2 separate regions of the Pan troglodytes genome follow, and region 1 is linked to region 2. Evidence: chromatin contacts called from public HiChIP or PLAC-seq data. All regions are on one chromosome and are shown on one strand. Each heading gives the region's core, a stretch centred on a gene start, on an enhancer-like site or on the middle of the called end of the contact. The rest is flanking DNA. Distances are from core to core; before and after follow the strand shown.

Region 1 (2,700 bases), core at 74-2,573, 200 kb after region 2:
CCCAGGTTTGCTGTTTATAATTTTAACTCAATATATATACAATGAAATATTATTCAGCCTTATAAAAGAAAACCCTGTTATGGGTGACAACATTGATGAACCTGGAGAACATTATGTTGGTGCAATAAGCCGGGCACAGAAAGACAAATACTACATTAGCCCATGTATATGTGTAATCTAAAAAATTCAGATTCATAGAAGCAGAGCATAGAATGGTGGTTGTCAGGGCTGCAGAGGTAGGAAAGATGGGAGATGTTGCTCAAAGTTACAAAGTTTCAGTTAGGCAGGATGAATAGATTCTAGAGATGTAATGTATATTGTATACTTGCAGTTTTCGTTTTCGTTTCGTTTTGTTTGTTTTTAAATAGAGAGAGAAAAGGTCTCACTCTGTCATCCAGGCAGAGTACAGCGGCATGATCATGGCTCACTGCAGCCTCAAATTCTTGGGCTCAAGTGATCCTCCCACCTCAGCCTCCTATATACCAGGGACTACAGGCACATGCCACCATGCCCGGCTATTTTTCCATTTTTTTGTAAAGACGAGGTCTTAGCTGTTTCCCAGGATGAGAATAGATCTTAAATGTTCACAGCACACACACACGCACACACACACATGCAAATGATAACTGTATGAGATGAAGGTTATGTTAATTATTTTGATTGTGGTAATCATTTCAGAATGTATACATATATCAAAACATTACGTTGTACATCGTTATGATATACACTCTTTGTCAATTATACCTCAATAAAACTGGAAAAATAAATAAGATTTTAACTCAAATGTCACTTGCCTAGAGATGTCTTCTCTCACCCAAGTCACTCTATCACATTGCCTTCCTAGCAATTAAAACTACCTGAGATTATTGCCTTTTTTGGTCTATTTTCTCTCTCCATTCTAAAATGTGTCTGCCGTGAGAGCGGAGATCGTGTGTTTTGTTTTCTCTGTGCCCCCAGAGCCTAGAATACTGTCTGGCATTTTAAAGTACACAATAAATGTTTGTTGAATAAATGAATGGATTTGTTAGTTTTGTGCCCATTTCACAAAATGGCCTTTGAGAGCCAGAAGCTCTAGGTCAGTGACTGTCCTAGTCTATCCAAGCACAGAGCAGCTCTGGTTAGTCTCTGCTCAATTCCTCTCTCCTCGCCCAAACGTCCCTGAGTTGCGGCCTCGCTCCTGGCCGAAATCCCCGCGGGTTCTCCTCGCAGTGTCTACTGGATTCCGCCAGGAGGCAGCAGAGGCGCCAGCACCCAGTCCGACGGGACAGCGGACCGGAGGGGGTTTCCGCTTCCGGGAGAGGCTGACCGTTTCCGCTTCCGTCCACTTGGCGAGTGAGACGCTGATGGGAGGATGGACGTACTGGTGTCTGAGTGCTCCGCGCGGCTGCTGCAGCAGGTTTGGACGCAGGAGACCGGCGGGAAGGCCTGAAAGAGATGGAGCAGGCTCTGACTCCTGCCCAAGCGGCTTCGGGGGCGGGATAGCTAGGCGAGGACCATCCTGGTCCTCTTAGAGTGGAGCGGCACGGTCCCTGTGGGAACAGGAAGGGTTGAGAGAGGAAGCACCCATCATTTCAAAGCCCGTGTGACTGTGACTTTCAGCGGAATGGAGGGTCCCCACCCTCTCCCAGGCCTCCCCCAAACCAGCGTCTTCGGTGGGCTGGAGCCTGGCGTGTTCAGAACAATTCTCTCCCTACAATCCACCTCCTCTTCTGCATACACACGCGATTTAGGGGATGCGGGGAGATAGACAAGGGGAGAATACATTCAGAGCTCTGGGTCTTGGTTTGCAGCTCAGCCGCAGTTCTTCCCGGGTTACTGAGCGAGAGGATTCCTAATAAGCCCATGGGGTGATTCATTATCAGACCAACGGAGTTTGCTCTGTGCCCTCAGCATTCGTCGGGAAGGAGCAGCCACACCATATAAAAGTGAAAGCGGCCGGGCGCGGTGGCTCATGCCTATAATCCCAGGACTTTGGGAGGCCGAGGTGGGCGGATCACGAAGTCAGGAGATCGAGACCATCCTGGCTAACACAGTGAAACTCCGTCTCCACTGAAAATACAAAAAAAATTAACCGGCTGTGTTGGGGGGCCCCTGTATTCCTAGCTACTCGGGAGGCTGAGGCAGGAGAATGGCGTGAAGCCGGGAGGCGGAGCTTGCAGTGAGCAGAGAGCACACCACTGCACTACAGCCTGGGCGACAGAGCGAGACTCCGTCCCCCAACAACAACAAAAAAAAGTGAAAGCGGAACAGTTCCATTACCTTTTATGCCCAGGTGGGGAGGGATGGTAGGAAGATAGTTCACAGTACTCTGTCCTGTTACGGCTTTATACTTAATCAGCAGTCACAAAGTACAAGTTAGTCAAGTAAATTGGCAAGCTCTTTACATTTCTGAGCCATTTATTTATCGGTATGTATTTATCTTTGCCTCACTTGGTTGTGATAATCATGAAGGTAATTTCTGAAAAGTGTTTTTAGCTCATCTCCTGGAACATAATGTATGCTCATTTTTGGCAATTTGGTTTTGACTGTAGCTATCTCCCAGTAAGTATTCTGAAATTTCAGGTGAGGAACTCCCCCTGAGTTTTGCAGTTTAAGTTGGAAGCTTTATTTCTTTCTGAATTGACATGTCTTTAGTTTTAGATATTAAAGTACAAAGCCTGGTCTGGTCTGGTCTAGGACCTAAGACACTGGAAACAGGAA
Region 2 (2,700 bases), core at 11-2,510:
CTGCCATATGCCGAGGGCAAAAAAGGGTTAAATTCCCACTCAGTACACAGATGTAAGAGGAGATGGGGAAGTGAACAGCCAGTTGATCATTCACTCAATCATGCTAGCTTGCTTTTTGTATTTAATGCTACATTTTAAATTTATTTATTTATTTATTTGAGACAGAGTCTCGCTTTGTTGCCCAGGCTGGAGTGCAGTGGCGCGATCTTGGCTCACTGCAACCTCCACCTCCCAGGTTGAAGTGATTCTCGTGCCTCAGCCTCCCGAGTAGCTGGGACTACGGGCGTGCACCACCATGCCCAGCTAATTTATTATTATTATTTTTTAGTAGAGATGGGGTTCACTATGTTGGCCAGGCTGGTCTGAAATCCTGACCTCAGGTAATCTGTCTGCCTCACCCTCCCAAAGTGCTGGGATTACAGGCGTGACCCACCGCACCCAGCTAATTCTACATTTTTAATTTCTCAAGAAACATTGTGTCTCTGATTGTTTTATTCTCTTGAACATTTTTCAAGATGGAATTTTGTTTTGCTTACTTTCTTCTTTTTCATAACCCCACTTCTCCCAAATCCATAACACACCTACCTCAAAGTATCACAGGAAAGAAAGCCTGTGAAGCTGCTAGCCACAGCCTGTCACAAGTAAGTCCTCAATTTAGCTAACAATAACAATGGCATTACTATTACTTTTACAAAGTGTTTTCCCTGACACCCTCTGGAAGTCCTCCCAGGAAAGCGGATCCACAGCGCTCCTAATTTTAGGGGCCCTGAGGGGAGCCAGCTACATTTCCAAATGGTGGGGAAGGGTGGAGGGTGGGCGAAACGTCGTAGGGAGAGTTGAATAGAAGGAGACAGATGGTGCCTGTGTTGGGGGAAGGGACCAGAGATCCTGGAAAACTTATGTTTCCCAATTCGCAAGAATGTTTCCATTTAACCACTTCTTGCCTGACTCCTGATTCTACACCACAGAAAAGCAGGGAGTTTTAAGATTTGGGGCCACCTGTGCCAAGAGCCTGGCTACTCCGGGTGGAGAGAGACAGGAGCGTTTTAAGTACAGGCAGAGCGGTTTTTGGCCCAGCCCCCTAGGTCTGGGACGCAGGTGAGGGGCGGTCTCTCCTTCCCATGGCAGGGGCAGCGTAGGGGTGGCCGGCGGCTGGGACTGTCCCACGAGGGGGCGCGTCTCGGGACCTAGGTCCCGCCCTCGAGGCGCTGCGCGCGGGGAGGGGACCCGGGAACCCAGGCGCCCGGCGCTCCGCCTCCCGTTTCCGGGGCAGCGCGGTTACCTGCACCGCCCGAGCCGCACCTGGCGGAGGCAGAAGTCACAAACCCGGCGAGCTCAGAGCGGTGGAGCGGCGAGGAGGGACGGCACCCGGCTGCAGGGAGGAGGGAGGCGGCAGCGGCAGCGGCGGCGTGGAGGGCGCAGCGCGCCGCGCGGCGGAGGAGGGCAGACGGCGGCGGCGGCGGCGTTTGCCTCGCTCTGCCCGGCCGGCTGGGCGCGCACCCGGGCTCGCACCGCGCCGCTGCGGACGCACATGGCAGCGTGAGAGGCCGGCGGCGGGAGGAGCGGGCGGCGCCGGGTCGGGGCTGCAGGGCCGCATGGACAGCGGCGCCACCCCGGCCGGCCCCCACTAGGGCCCCCCATCTGCGGGCGCCACCCCCCGGATCATGGTGCCTCGGCGGCCGCCCGGGCTAAGAGCGGCCGGCTGGAGCCGCTGAGCCCCCGCTGCGGCCGGGAGCTGCATGGGGGAGCGCCGGCAGCGCTCGGGAAGATGCCCCGGCCGGAGCTGCCCCTGCCGGAGGGCTGGGAGGAGGCGCGCGACTTCGACGGCAAGGTCTACTACATAGACCACACGAACCGCACCACCAGCTGGATCGACCCGCGGGACAGGTAGGACCCTGGGACCCTCCTCCGTGCCCCCACACCCCCGCCTGGGCCCCCACCTGCCCCTGGAGCCGCCGGCCGGGACTGGGAGGGGGCAGGGGAGCTCTGCGTGCCTCTTGAGCTCTCTTCAGTTCGCCACCCCCTGCTCCCCCCAACCTTCTGGAGCGCTGCTCCCGCCTCAGTGGGCTACCGACAGGAGGCGCCTGCCGGGGAGCTGGCCCAGGCTGCCTCACCGCCATCCCCAGTTGGAGGACTTAGGCCCCAGCCGGCACCTGCCCGGAGTTTTGACCTTAAGCTCTAGCCCCGCCCGCCCCCTTTAGGAAGAGAGGTCGGGCGGGGGCGGGGGTTGGGGGAGCGACCTAGCCGGGTGAAGCCGGGTCTTCCCGGGAAGGCTTCCATCCAGCGTGGGGGTGGGCGGATGGGGATGGGGAAGTGTCCGGTTAGAGGGGGTGGTCAAGACCCCAGGATTCCGTGGGAGACCACTGGAGAGAGGGCACTCGGCGCAGGGGAAGGCAACCCGAGGTGTGCTTTTTGACAGGTGCCTTGGAAGCTGCTGAGAACAGCACAGGGGCAGCCAGGGGGCCCTGGAACCCGAGGGTGGGGAGGAAGTGAAGAAGCGGGGGAGGGCAGATGAGGGAGACTGGTTATCCAGGAATCTGGCAGCAACTTGGAAGCTGTTAGGATGGAGATGGAGGTGAGAGGCCTCCCGGAAAGCCTTGCCCCTCGCCTCTTTCTCCTCTCTTTCTTCCCTGATCGGGGAAGGGGGCGGCGAGGCTCCTCAGCCCTGCACCAGCGGGACCTGACCTTGGTGGGTACCAG

The links. HiChIP or PLAC-seq counts read pairs in DNA pulled down with a chosen protein or histone mark.
Region 1: an H3K4me3 HiChIP or PLAC-seq map of stem cell-derived excitatory neurons shows a contact between it and region 2, with 2.4 times the contacts expected there. The contact joins the promoter of RARS1 here to the promoter of WWC1 in region 2. A contact is called at or near these places in 1 of 7 Hi-C or Micro-C datasets (stem cell-derived neural progenitor cells) and 1 of 1 datasets of contacts at active chromatin or transcription factors (stem cell-derived excitatory neurons).

Annotation. Positions count from the first base shown.
Region 1 is chr4:166,160,587-166,163,286 of NHGRI_mPanTro3-v2.0_pri, forward strand. RARS1 (arginyl-tRNA synthetase 1) reads left to right here and starts at 1,324. Exons shown (of 15, transcript NM_001246569.1): 1 at 1,324-1,396. The coding sequence starts at 1,352.
Region 2 is chr4:165,963,545-165,966,244 of NHGRI_mPanTro3-v2.0_pri, forward strand. It overlaps WWC1 (WW and C2 domain containing 1), which reads left to right and starts at 1,261. Exons shown (of 23, transcript XM_527107.8): 1 at 1,261-1,887. The coding sequence starts at 1,769.